Regions from separate parts of the Mus musculus genome. Here region 1 is linked to region 2. Evidence: chromatin contacts called from public Hi-C data. All regions are on one chromosome and are shown on one strand. Each heading gives the region's core, a stretch centred on a gene start, on an enhancer-like site or on the middle of the called end of the contact. The rest is flanking DNA. Distances are from core to core; before and after follow the strand shown. Region 1 has its middle 40 kb from the start of Gm46887. Region 2 holds the start of Frem1 (Fras1 related extracellular matrix protein 1).

Region 1 (6,745 bases), core at 1,755-4,254, 94 kb after region 2:
GATCCTGTACAAGAGCAGTCCATGCTCTTAGCCACCAAGCCATTTCTCCAGCCTTGCCCCTGGAGGTTATTTTAAAGCAAGCAATGTGCACAGCCCTCCAAATAGTGTGACAAAGTACTTCAACATGAAGTAGAGGGATAGTCCAAGGAAACACTCCCTGAAATCCACGCATTAACCAATACCAACAATAACTTAGAGAATCCTGTGCTTTTCTGTGAGAAATCTTGGAGTTACTGTCCTAGAAAAAAATGATAAGGGGAGAATATTATTTTATCACTAGCAAATGTACTTTGTAATAAGTTTAGAATACAGACAGACAGAACTTACAGAACCTAGAAAGTGGGCTGGAGAGATGGCTCAGCCATTAAAGGCTAGGCTCACAACTGGAACCTAGAAAGCTAGAGAAATGTAAATGATCAACTATTGTTCACAGAGATCTGACAGTGGATCTGTCAATTTCCCAATCAATGAATAGAGAAATTCTCAATCTGACCACTACTCAAAACTTAGAAGAGCTTGGAGAAGAGATTTGCATTGCTGTGGTCAGAAGCAGGAGGAGCAAGCAGGAATGGGGAGGAAACTCTCCCTTGTTGACTAGCTTGCATACTGCATGAGTGTGCCATGCATGTTGCTGGGAAGAACTGCCATCAAACATCTTAAAGCTGTGAACCGTACATGCTAAACTACCAACCAGCCAGGCAAGAAGTACTCACTGATGTAACCAATCACTTTCTGGTTGGATCTGAGGTCTAGACGGGAGTACTATAAACCTGATCACAAGTCAGTGGCTGGAGAAGTCAGAGTCCATCATGAGGATGCTAATGCCGGAGCCTCACTAAATGGACATAGTGGGTCTATCAGATTGCCTCCTGATATTTATGTGCATAGATTGTTGCTGACATGGCTCAGAGAGGTTCCCTTTAACAATAGGTAATGCCAACTGCAGAGACTCACAGTCCAAGGGGCGACAATAATGAACTACTGCATACTCAGCCATAAGCAGGATACCAGTATCATATCTGCTGAGCCTCAGAGAGCATCGTGGAGGAGGAGGAGGCAGAAAGACTGGAGGAAAGGATGGAGTGAGGAGGACCGCTGTCTCTCTTTAAAGCACAGCAATGCCCTTTAGTCTTGACCTCACAGTGGATTTGCTTACTGGCACGTGCTTACTGGCTTACTGCACAAGATGGGGCTTGTCAACATGTTGCCATGGGAAGGAGGAAGGAAGGACTCACAATATCATCCTCAGGCAGGTACTGGGTCACCTGGGGGAAGCAGTCCTGTAAATACTCCCTCACCCAAGACCTTATAAGAAAACTAATAAAACATGGCACAAAGGAAGGAAGGAAGGAAGGAAGGAAGGAAGGGAGGGAGGGAGGGAGGGAGGGGAGGAGAGGGGAGGGGAGGGGAAGAGAGGGGAGGGAGGGAAAATAGAGAGGAGCCTAGCTTAGAAGAGAAAGGGGATTAAAAAACATTTGAAATGTAAATAAATGAAATGTCCAGAAGAAGAAGAGAAGGAGGAAGAGGAAGAAGAGGAGGAAGAGGAGGAGGAAGAGAAAGGGAACCAGTGGGGGCCAGAAGGGGACAAGAGGGTAACAGAGGTAAATATGAGAAAACTCAGTTACATGCATGTATAAAATGCTACAGTGAAACCCATTATTATCATAATTAGCATATGTGAGTAAAAGCCTGAAAAAGTAAATGAGTAAGAACAGATTCTTTTGCTTTTCCTAGAAAGTCTCCAGAGCTACAGAAGAAATCTCACAGGCACACAAAATCCAGATCTCATGAAGGAATGTGGTGCAGTCCTCGATGTCTGTCGTCAGTTCCATCCGTGTGCCCATGAAAACACTAAATTTCTATTAAATATATTTGTATCCACGTAGCTCTTACTGCCGTCTTCAGCTTTTTTATACAAGGTCCCCACACAGTAAGAACATAACAAATCTCCTTTGCATTAATGGATAGATGGTGCTACGCCTTGACTTTTTTTTTTAAGATGCTAGAAAACTTTTTGATGTAAACTTAACTTTTAGAGAAAGGTTCCTACTGATAACAAAGGGCCCTGATTTCTCATAGCCGCGGACCGGCAAGCGACGTTTCCTCTTAAGAGACAGAGAAGGGATCCATCTGCTGGTAATTATAAGAAAACCCTTAGCATTCCATTAGATTCCATGAAATAAAGAAAAACTACTTATTTAGTTTTAATAGTAAAACTTAGTTTTGTAGTTACTGTTGTTTGTTCTTGTGCTTAGTTAGGTATGTGTGGTGGCGGCGGTGGTGGTGGTGATGTTTTGCTTTTTCATCTTTGTTTTCTAAGCATTTGGAATTAAACTCAGGACTTCCACCATGCCAGGAAATGGTTCTTCCATCCGGCTGTCTCAGCATTTCTAAACTCCAGAGAAGAGAAAGAGTGTCCATGCCAGTCCACACACTATGCTCCTACTTCAACCCCAAGCCCAAGTGGTTTTAACTAACCTCATACCCTAATGTCCTTAGAAGCCTTTTTTTTCTTTCCATGATAATATCTTTAGCATGATTCACTGTAGAAAAACACCAAGAGAATGAAAGAATAAGGGGGCAGGAATATGCAGGCCATGACCAGATCCCACAAACCTACGACTCGCCTGCCCTGCCAGCCAGCATTTAGACAACAGGGTAGCTTCAGGTTTCCTTATTTATCCAAGCTTTTTATGTTGAATTTAGTATATGTTCACATTCTGACGTAGCATTTGTAGGGATTCCAGGTAAATATACTATTTTTTCCAACCACTTTCCTGATGCTTCAATAGTTTGGAGGAGTTGAACCTTTAAAGCAAAGGGGGAAAAGAGAACCTGTACAGATCTGGACTGGGGTGGGGGTGGGGGATCGGGGACACTGCTAATCTTTCTAAACCGTTGTGTTAGAGGATAAATTACAGGTGCCTCCCACCATAAACACAGCTGCACTATATCCCTGCCTGACATTAAAGACAAACACTCTTCCCTCCGGATCTCAGGAAAAGCAACAGGAGTCTGCCTTTGTGAGGAGCAAATTAAAACAGTCCCGCCGGCATCCCCAAAACACAGTGTGTTTGAAGATGTGAGCAAACAAACTCCTCCCTCCCACCCACCCTCCCATTCTTGGAGATAAGTCGAGCATTTCCTTTAAGCAACATCGGAGATGAAAGGAGAGTCTTTCCAGCTGGAAGGCAAGCCTGTGTGTGAACCATAAACACATGCACAGAATGTCAACAGCACAACATGGGAACATAAGAGGAAGCGCCTTGTTGGCCATGCTGTGGAGACATTATTATCAATGGCCCACAGGCACATTGTGGAGCCTGGCCCCATACCCTGAGAAACTGGGCTGAGTTCATGGGAGGGGGCCATAGGCAAAGTCAGTCATTGAAGAACTTCAACACTTTCCACAGCAGTGGAGTTGTTCAAAGCAGCTAAGGGGGATTCTCATGAAAATAAAGAGAAAATATTTTGTACTTCTCTTTTGTTTGTTTGTATGTCTATGTACATATATTCCTCTGTGTGTATGTGTGTGTGTGTTTGCATTCATGCTCCACTGTCTTTTATTCTGTGTATCTGATACTTGTGTCTGAATATGTGCCTGTTTGATGGCTGTCTTATGAATCTGTTCCTGTGAGGTAGACGCCTCACAGACTCCCTAACAAAGGGCTTCACTTGTGCTTATTGAACAACCTAGAAAGTATCCGATGAGGAAGGAATGGGATTCGTCACACAGAACTTCTTAACAGAGAGAGTCTTACAAGGGATTAGCAACACCTTATCCCAACTGACCCAGTTAACAGTATTACAAGCATCATTTTTTATCAGTCAATATTCAAAAGTTGCTATTTTCAATGGGTGAACATTTATTTTAGGAGACTGCTTTCAACCTCTGTATTTCTTGCTTTTATCACATGACGCACATATTGTTCTGGGTCACAGACATGGATGAGCACATGACTTAATATTACAGTTATGCATTATCTGAGGTCATAAAAGTTGATTTACATGGGAACTTCAAGGCAAATAAGGACAGTTATTACATAGTCCTCTTTATGGTGGGTTAAACAAACAGACTGGATACAGCGTAGGGTAATAACCCTAAGTCCTATGTGACTTCAAGTGGTATTAACATTAGAAGTACAGCAAAAGTCCCAATCTCTTAGAATGTCAGAGATATTTTCGTAATGATTCATTGCCACAGTTCCTCCCTGGTTTTTTGGTTTTTTTTTGTTTGTTTGTTTTATTAAAGGAAAAACATGTTGCTAGAACTATGCTGCGGATCCCAACAAAATCACATCATACAGCAGGTCTCGCGTGGGAGGTTTAGTGGGAAGAAAAAATCGAGTCAGCCTCTGGGAAAGAGAGGAAAGAAGAGAGAGAGGGCAGGGAGACTGAGGTTTTATTGGGCCCGTGGTGCATGCGCAAAGGGACATGAAACAGGGGCCATGGCACGAGTGCAAAGGGACAGACATAAGAGCAACCCTGTTGCTTCTTGGGCCGCTAGGGGTGGCGTGTTTTGTTGCTGGGACCCTGGAGAGCTGACTGTAAAGATGCTTAATTGTTGTGAAGTCACTTCTAGCTGTCCATGGATGTGCCTGATTGCCAACAGACGTGCTCACTGTTGAAGAGCTGCTCAAGGCATGGTGGACTGTAGGGGTAGCCTGAGTCAGTATCAGCTCGTTCTGGATGGTTCCTTTCAAGTGTTGGCAAAGGCACAATAGGACTGTGATGGGGAGGCAGACAAACAGAATCCCTAATTCTATAAAAGGCCACATTTTAAGATTTAATCCGAAGACCAATTAGAAGTGTTGGCCCATTCATTATTAAACACCATTGTGTGGTGTGCATTTTGAAAATAGGAATTTACAGTTGTTGTAGTTTGGATAGTCAAGGCCATTGCTGCAGTGACAGTGACAACCAGGGCAGCTATGGTAGCTGCAATAATCGTCTCCATCAATCTTTTTGTACTTACGTGCCAGGGCATAATTAAGTTGTTCGGAAGCAGATCCTCTACGCCATAGATGAGTCTGGTTAACAGGCAAGAACTTGTTTATCAAAGAATTAAAGTCAGGAGACAAAGACCACAGTGTAATGGCAAGGCTGGCGAATGGAGTGAGGTTAGAAGTGGCATGCTGTTTCCATGTTGTTGAAATTCAGGAAAGTGCCCTCTTTGGTTACCAGGTTGACACCTTCTGGTGCCAGTTCACGGTGTGGCTTCACAAATCCTGTTGGAATCCAGACAAAGCCTGTGGGAGAAAACACAGATGCAGAGCCTGGGCTCCAAGATATGAAAGAACATGACCGAGTCACCAGGCCTTCGAGAGAATTTATACAAAACCACGAGTTTGGGTTAAATGTCCTCTTTCATCTGGTGTGTTTCTGTAGGTGTCAGGGTAAAATTTGGGGAAATAATTTTTAAGATTTAAAGTATAAGTTAGAGACTAGCGAAATGACTACTCTTCCAGAGGTCCTGAGTTCAACTCCTAGCAACCACATGGCAGCTCACAATCAACTGTAATGGAATCCGATGCCCTCTTCTGGTGTGTCTGAAGACAGATACAGTGTACTCAATAAATAAAATAAATAAATCTTAAAAACTAAAATAAAGTATAAATTAATCCTTTATTCCCCTTTTTGCTTATATATTTGGTTTTTAGTAATAAATAATTTCATTCAACTATGGCTTATTCTTGGAAGTATATGAAATGATGTTTTAGATACATCAACAGGATCATTGTCGATTTTAATCTGTATTGAAGTTCTCATGTAGAGTAGTGGTTCTCAATCTATGGGTCTCAACTTCCTTGGGGACACATTCAGATATCCTGCATATCAGATATTACGTTATAATTCATAAAAATAGCAAAATTACAGTTATAAAGTAGCAACAAAATAATTTTATGGTTTGGAGGTCACCACAACCTGAGGAACTGTACTAAAGGGCCACAGCATTAAGAAGGCTGGGAATCACTGCTGTAGAGAAAGAAGCCATTAAGTGACTGCAAACAGCTCCAGCAGACTCATGTGTTTGAGCCACAGAAAAAGTCAAGCAAGAAAAATTATTGGCATACACATGAACAAATTTAAAACAGCCAAAGGAAATTTAAATGTATTAAGCCTGTGATTATGATAACTTTATTTATGTTAAGCTTTAGCAGCCAATGATAAGAGCTGTGACCAGGATTAGTAACTTGTGAGAACCCGGCTGATGTAAATAGAATTTTAATATCACTGTGCTCAACTTCCAACTTCGAGGTCTTAATATCATATGGTATTAATATCATATGATCATTAAGTATCGTCTTTCACCTTATAACCCTCTCAAATGGCATAGAGCTTTTAAAGCCTTTATTATTTTCCTTTCTATCTAAAAATTTTCAATTGCTTAAACATTCATTACAACTTGTATAAACACTTTTACCTTTTTTTTTCATCTGAACATATCTATCTATTTTAACCTTCATACATAAATCCTTTATAAAAATCTTTCCATCTTACCATTTAACCTTTTTAAAATGTTTTTTCCTTAACATCATGACACCTAGGTGTTTGACTGAGAGTAGTCACTGAAAAAGCAAGTCTTTTTTTCTTATGATCAGAGGATTAGCAAAAATTAATTTTTAAGTCATTAACAACAGAACGTCATTTGTGAGTTTACCTACCCAGTAGGAAGTCTGTTGGCTCTGAGAAAAGGCAAGGTCTGCTTTTTACAGGTGAAACTTTTAGAGGCCTAGTCAGAATT
Region 2 (7,304 bases), core at 1,308-3,807:
AGTGGATGTGTGCTCTGATATGGTGGCATTTGTCTAACTCAATACACACGAGTGACCTTGGTCTTTGTGAGAGTAAAATTTAGGAGATACAATTTAAATAAAATTTAGATGCAACTTTAAATAAAAACTTTAAGATTTTTAAAGAAAAGTGCTGAAATAAATCTTCATGCCTACCCCACAAACTGATTTCATACTTCATGCCTTCATCTAGAAGTCAGAGTCAATTAATGTTAGAACAATATCCAGACTTGGCGGTGGGTGTACAGCTTGTAAGTAGGGTTGGCTTTTGACCCCAGTGTGGAAGAGAAAGGAGAAAACTCAGTGGACCTACCTCCTTTTATTAACAGAGGAAGGAAGGTTTGGGGCACTCAGGTGGCTAGTCTAAGGCTCAGACTGGAAACGTTGTGTGGACAAGGACAATGACCATGCCATTTATGTTGTTCATTTTGGAATGCTTCAGAGCAGGCGCTATGCCTGGCATGAGGAGCGAACAGGAAAGGGGCCTTGGTAAGCACACCCTGCTTACTTTCTACCATAAACATTAATAAATGCCATAAAATGCAGGGATAGGGTTGGAGGCTATGCTGGCTTTCATATGTTGTCACATGAAGGCTGCAGCATGCCACTTCATGTTCAGTCACTGAGAGTTGGCCTAAGACAAACTCAGTTTCTAGGAATAGGCTCCAGCACTCTTCCAAGAAACCCAGCTTCCTTCAGCCCAGCTTGCGTCACAGCCTCACAGTATCACAGCATCCCCAGGGGGTGAATAGCACCCCCAGAAGGAAAGTTTCCAAGACCACCCTAGCTTAGCTGTGAGGCTGCAGGCAGGCTGTACAGCCCAACACCTAAGAATGTGGTATCCCATGACCCACACACAAATCACTTCACTCATGGCAACGGAGAGGTAGACCAAGGGGAAAGGAGGTGAGAAATCTGGTTAGAAAGCCCGGGCTTGACAGGCAAGAACGCAAGTTTAGGTTGCACCCAAGGCCTGTTCAGCATCAGCTTAAGCTCAGGCTTAGTACTTGGACATGAAGTCTGATATTAACCAAGTGCCTGACAAGAACTTAACTGCCGGGAACAGTATGCAGAATGCTGACTCAAGTGCTGTGTCACCTATATCAGATTGACCTGACCAGAGGAGATTCCTGGCCCCATATTGAGTCTAAAAACCTTTGATGGTAGCAGTTAAAAATCTGTCTTCTCACCAAGTTTCAAAGAAGTCAGCCTCTCTCTCTCTCTCTCTCTCTCTCTCTCTCTCTCTCTCTCTCTCTCTCTCTCTCCTCCTAAGAAAGTGTTGCTATCTATGTTCCCCAAGCTAGCCTTGAACTTGTGATCCTCCTGCAGACGAATGACCCAACTAGCCTAGATCCTATCTTCATTAAGTTTTGAGGATCCAGAATGAAGAGTAAGTCCTTTTATCCCGTGGACAGGCACACGGAGATGCTAACAGGAAACTTCTCAAGCTTTGGAAGATCCAGGAAGGTCGTGATCTTGCAGAGCCGAAGCTTGAGGAGCAGCTGGGTCTCCCCTTGGGTCTGCAAAGCAGCCCTGAAAAGGTTAATCTCTCCAGCAACATTCCCTCCCACCCACAAACACTAACTAGCCCTGGAGATGCTCTAAGCTGTGTAACGTCCATCATTCATCAGCACCGAATGCTAGAGTAAACAAAACAAAACAGAACCCAGAAACTAAAGCTAAATGGCTTGAGAGCGATTTCTGTGACCCGAAAGGAAACTGCCCCCCAATTATTTACTTACTGCAACACTGAAGCCTCTGGACCACAGCTCAGCCTAAACACCAAGCGAACCTCAGAACAATGACTCTTTGCCTTTCCTCGCTACAAACCAAGGCTCACACTTTAAAACAGCGAATGTAATTAGGCCCTGCAAAGGTTCCCAGAGACCACCCATGCTCTAGATCTTTAGACCCTCGGGATATTATCTGTCCTGTTAATTTTACCTCTTCTCTTTTTGCCATTTCCTTTAGCTAAGAGAAAATAAATATTCTAACTTCAGGGAAATTTTCACAGAAATGTAAAGCGGTTATTCCCTTGATGAGTGCCCCTGCGGGTGGAATCAGAAGTTATGTGGAGGCAGGGAGGCCAATTCCATCCCTGGTATTTGGTTTGGTAACATGCAAGCGCCGGCCTTCTGAGTTAACAGATTTAAAGTTTTGCAAGCTGCCAGGCAGCCTTCTCTCACTGCCGCTCACAGCTGCCCACCTCTGGGACACTTTGCTAACAGAGCCTTCACAGCTGAGAGCCAACAACCGCGGGAAGCAGGTACTTACAGTTCCTGGTTTTCTTTCCGAGCCAAGGGCTGGCCACCCTTGGAAGTAGAGGGCTGGATGCTAACCTGGTAACAGCCTTAAAGAGTTGTCAGAGGAAGAGGAAGCTAAAACATCCCATCCAAGGAGGAGAGCTGAAATTCCAGTCGTTCTAGTCAGCTGAGTTTAGGCTTTGTTTGTGCTAAAAATCCTTTAACCCGCACAAACAAATAGGTAGAGAATTGGAGTTCCCAAACACACTGTTTGCAGGTCTCCTCCAATGCCGCTGTGGCGCTGAAAACTTAACTTCCCCAGTGCCAAGTTTCTGGACTCCCCCAGAGAAGGGCGTGTTAAGGAAGGCGTGGCAAGGATGCCTGCAACTGTTTGCAGGGAGCCCGACCTCCCTGGCGGGGAGCCTCAGCTCCCATCCCTTCTGCTGGTTGGTCAGCGGGGACAAAACTGAGCCTTTGTTAATAGGTCGGGTGCTTTCTTCCCAGCTTCCTTCCTCAGTATTAACACTGGCTGAGCTGAGGCAGTCTCTCCCGACAGCAGCACACACACACACACACACACACACACACACACACACACACACACACACACAGAGGCAGGGATTCACTCTGACACCCGTGCACAAAGCCTCTTGCTGCACGAACACGTACACACACCGACTCTGCAAACACACCTTTCCTTGCGCCCTTTTTTCATGGAAGCGGCCCCAGCTCCAAAAGGTCCATATTCACATTCAGAGGTCACACTCAGCTTTGAGAAGGGGTGGGGGAGGGGGCTGGCCCTCTTGAACTTTTCTCATACTCTTTAAAGGAAAAGACGCAAGAATGAATCTAGACTCTACGAGTCTAACTTGTAATAGAAACCACTTAGCTCTTCATTTATGAAGTATTTCATCTGTCTGTCAGTTCAGGTCTGCATCAAGAGATACCCTCTTGATAATGATTCTTTTGGCTAGTTGCTTAACAACTGTATAAGATACTGCTTCCCTCTATTTTATTTCTACCAGAAGGAAAAGCAGTCTCAAGCAGCCATCCTTGAGAAGTTGGAGCAGGACCTCGCTAGGGGAAACAGCATGAGGAGACTTGTTGAAAACTTAGCCCAAAGCGCAGGGGAATGCAAACCCAAAAGACTCAACACAAGGGGTGGTTTGAGGATGGGGGTAGGGAGACAAGAGAGGGTATGGGAAAGAACGGACACGAGGCACATGAGATATATGATCCACAAGGCAATCATGAACCGCGCTGTTTATTATGACAGAATAGATCGGTCCAATTCCACATGGATGTTCTGACAACACTACCAGTCTTCCCAAGTTGGGAAGCAGGGTAGAAAAGAAGGAGGAAATTACAGAGCAGAAGGGCAAGGGAGGGATAGGGAAGGCCAATAAAGAGGAAAAGAATTTTAAAATTTAGCAATTCTTTTGCTTTGTAAACCATGCTTTGTAGAGACTTCCTTAACGCAGGTGCAGCGCACACTTGGCAGGAAGTCGCTGAGATCCTTCAAGACGCCTTTGCTTCCACTGCAGTGCGGTGAGTGTGGGTGGGGAGAACTTGAGGAGTAAGCAGGCTCCTTATAATGAGCGCTAGCCAGGCACAGGCCTTTAATCCCAGCACTCGGGAGGCAGAGGCAGGCGAATTTCTGAGTTTGAGGCCAGCCTGGTCTACAGTGAGTACCAGGACAGCCAGGGCTACACAGAGAAACCCTGTCTCAGAAAAAAAAAAAAAGAAGAAGAAAGCCATAAGGTTAGCGCTATGAACAGACACAAGTACAATGCAAAAGCAAATACAAGGTAATAAATATAAACAAATCTAATATGAAATACAAATACAAAGTAGTAAACAAAAACAAGACAAAAACAAAATCAAAGCAATATACCTAAACACAATACAAAAAAAAAATACAAATACAAGGTAATAAACACAAATACAATACAAAAACATGGTAATAAACATGAACAAATACAAAACAATGCAAAATACCACGACAAATACACTGTAATAAACATAAATACAAAAACAAATGCAAGATAATAAACATGAAAAAATGCAAGCACAGAAACAAGGTAGCACACGTATGCTCACGGAAAGGGCAGGAAGGCAGGCCACCGTGGTGATGGAGAAGGAGCATGGCAGGTTACTCTTGGAAAGTTTCCAGGTTGTGAAGAGCTCACCACCAGAAGAAATGAAGACCGGTTTAGATGCTAATGGTTGAGATGCAGAACCCACTTGGGGGCGGGGGGAGGGGTAGCTATCCTGTATGTGCTTGTATGTGTGTGCTTTTCCTAACACTGGGGCCAAACAGGACTTGTGGATTAGCCTAGAAACACAAATACTTCCTAAAATTTCCATGAGGAAAGTCCTTTAGTATCCTAAGGTAAAAAAACAAACATAGATCGCATATATCATCAAGGCTCCTGCTGTAAAAGTAGTCCTTGCAAAGCTAATTACACAAGTCAGGCTTGCTGTAGCCTAGAACAGACAGTAGAGATGGTTAAAACATTCTGGAATCTGAAGTACTATTTATCTAAATAATTCTCTTATATCATCCACAAAAGAATAGGGGCCTGCAGAAAAGAAAGCATCATCTATATTAATCAGTTGGTATTCTTTGAACAAGTTAAAATGCAAAACCCAGATGTTTACTAAAACAGCCAAAGAAACAGAGTTCCTTACTCTCAAAGAGGAGCTGCTAACTTAATGTCAGAACAAATACACTTTATTTCTACCCTTGGCTAGAAGACTATATATAAACTGTCCCTTACAGGAGAGTGGCCTATCAGTGGTGAGGGACAGAGACACAGCTCTGCTCTGCCACACTCCGCACTGTGAGGTATTATCCTAGATGTTTAAGTCCAAGTCAGGTCTTACCAGGACTCCTGACTTCAGTACTTGAAAGAATTTTAGGACTAGCCACTTTATGAAACAAGAGTCTTTTGCTGAAAATATTTTAATTTAGGGTGTGCAGGTATTCTAGTTTGCATTCTATTGCAACCTGGGGGTGGGGGGTGGAGAAGGTTTATTTCATCTCAGAGCTTGCAGTCAGTCCATGAAGGAAAGTCAGGATGGGAACCGGGAGGCAGGGACTGCAGCAGAAGCCAGGGAGGAGTGCTGCCTTCAGGGTTATCCTTGGTTCATGTTCAGCTGCCTTTCTTATATCGCCCAAACACCGCCTGACCAGACATGTTACCATCAACAGTGGGCTGGGTCCTCCCCACCAATCATTAACGGAGGAAATGCCACACAGACTTGCCTACAAACCAGACAAGCCAATGGGTGGAGGCTTTTTCCCACTGAGTTCCCTTTTCCCAGACAATTCTAGCTTGCATCAAATTGACAAAGCACCCAACAGTGCAACTGATCTGATGTCAACTTGATAGCCAAACTCATCGCTATTTAGTCATAGCCTTTCCTTTCTTGTTTGTTCTTACGATCTTACACTAATATTAATATAAAACATATGATACATTTTTAAGGTCCCACAGTCATTAAACATGTTAAAGTCTAACTATTGTTGATACTGCTTGCTTGGATACACAGGTGACTTGTGTGAGACAGACATAAATGAATGCAGTAGCAACCCCTGCCAATTTGTGTTGGTGGGGGTGGTGCTAAGCTGTCCTCAAAGAATCAATATAGACACATTTCAGCCTGTCTTCCTCCTTCAACTATCTTGGAGCCTCAGGCCATGTTCGTTTCTGTCAGCCTGTATTCACAGACAAGAGCCTAGCAGAACTTTCCTCTGAGAGGCTCCATCCAGCAGCTGAAGAGAACAGATGCAGAGACCCACAGCCAACATTAGACAGAGCTCAGGAAATCCTGTGGCAGAGTTGGCGGAAGAATTGAGAAACCTACAGGGGACAGGGACTCCACAAGAAAACCAGCAGAGTCAACTAACCTGGACCCTTGACCATTCCCAGAGACTGAACCACCAACCAAAGAACAAACAAGGGCTGAACCTAGGCCCCATGCACATATGTAGCAGATGTGCAGCTTGGTCTTCATGCAGGTCCCATAACAACTGGAGCGGAGGCTTACCCTGTTACCTGCCTGTGGACCCTGTTCTTCTAACTGGGTTGTCTTGTCTGGCCTCAGTAGGAGAGGATGTGTCTAGTTCTGCAGTGACTTGAGGTGCCAGGGTGGGTTGGTTGCCAGGGAGGAACACCCTCCTTCTCAGAGGTGAAGGGGGAACGAGTGGAGGGGCTATGTGATGGGGGGGGGGGCTGGGGGGAGAGGGGGATTGCTATGGAGATGTAAAGTAAATAAATAAATAATATTTTTTAAAAATGTAAATTAATCACTTAAAAAAATGTCTCTTTAAAAATCCCAAATCTGTGAGCGTCTATAAAATAAAAACCAAGTTAAATGTTTCTTTCTCCAAGAAGGAAGAACCTGTGAGAAATCAAATCCAACCCAAGCTCCATCACTATAGGTAACTCAGTGTCCAGCTTCTCAGACTAACGATCTTCTGGGCTTCCAAGAGCCTCGGCAGCTCCACTTCCCAGGCTCTACCCACTGTGTACAGTGTGCTTTTAAGTGGCAAGCTCCACTCCAAAGCTGCTACTATCCTTGACGGTCACCCCACAGCTCTAACGCCTCCAAGATGCTGCCGTCTGTACTGCAGCTGAGGTTGTACCTTCGGCAACAGCCTCTCCCGGGCTTTCTCTGGGGACTCTGACCCTGCCCCATGGTACCAAGTCTCAGCCGTTCTCCATGAACTCTTCGATTCTCCAGCTTTCATGCCAATAGAATTGGCACCATGTGGGAGAGTCTTACAAACCATTAAATTTAGCTGCCAGCTTGCGATGAAGCCTTGGCTCCTTCTAGACCATGACTGTGTGCTGACCTCAAGGATCCCATGTGTTAAATGCTTGGTGGCCAGCATATGGCAATACTGGCAGGCACTGGAACCTCTCAGGGAGGATGCTAATTGGAGGATGTTAGGTCTGGAGGCTGTGGGGAGGAGGGGATGCTCTCAAAGGTGATATTGGGACCACGTATGTCTCTGCCTTCTCCTTCTTCTTCTGC

The links. Hi-C and Micro-C count contacts between places; a contact is called where the count stands out from the background.
Region 1: a contact with region 2 is called in a Hi-C map of uterus, with 2.0 times the contacts expected there. The contact joins the enhancer-like site here to the promoter of Frem1 in region 2. A contact is called at or near these places in 3 of 39 promoter capture datasets (cranial neural crest, embryonic stem cells and maxillary cranial neural crest), 3 of 484 Hi-C or Micro-C datasets (nephron progenitors and uterus), 1 of 115 datasets of contacts at active chromatin or transcription factors (craniofacial prominence) and 1 of 9 other capture datasets (adipose tissue).

Annotation. Positions count from the first base shown.
Region 1 is chr4:83,142,872-83,149,616 of GRCm38.p6, forward strand. No RefSeq gene overlaps it. Among named protein-coding and RNA genes, the nearest start is that of Gm46887, 40 kb to the right of the region's middle. Within about 2 kb of position 3,005, at least 17 of the 459 cell types and tissues checked have an H3K27ac peak or open chromatin away from gene starts, as enhancers often do. A contact at or near this core is called in nephron progenitors, where this site is marked.
Region 2 is chr4:83,049,609-83,056,912 of GRCm38.p6, forward strand. It overlaps Frem1 (Fras1 related extracellular matrix protein 1), which reads right to left and starts at 2,558. Exons shown (of 37, transcript NM_001198811.2): 1 at 2,293-2,558.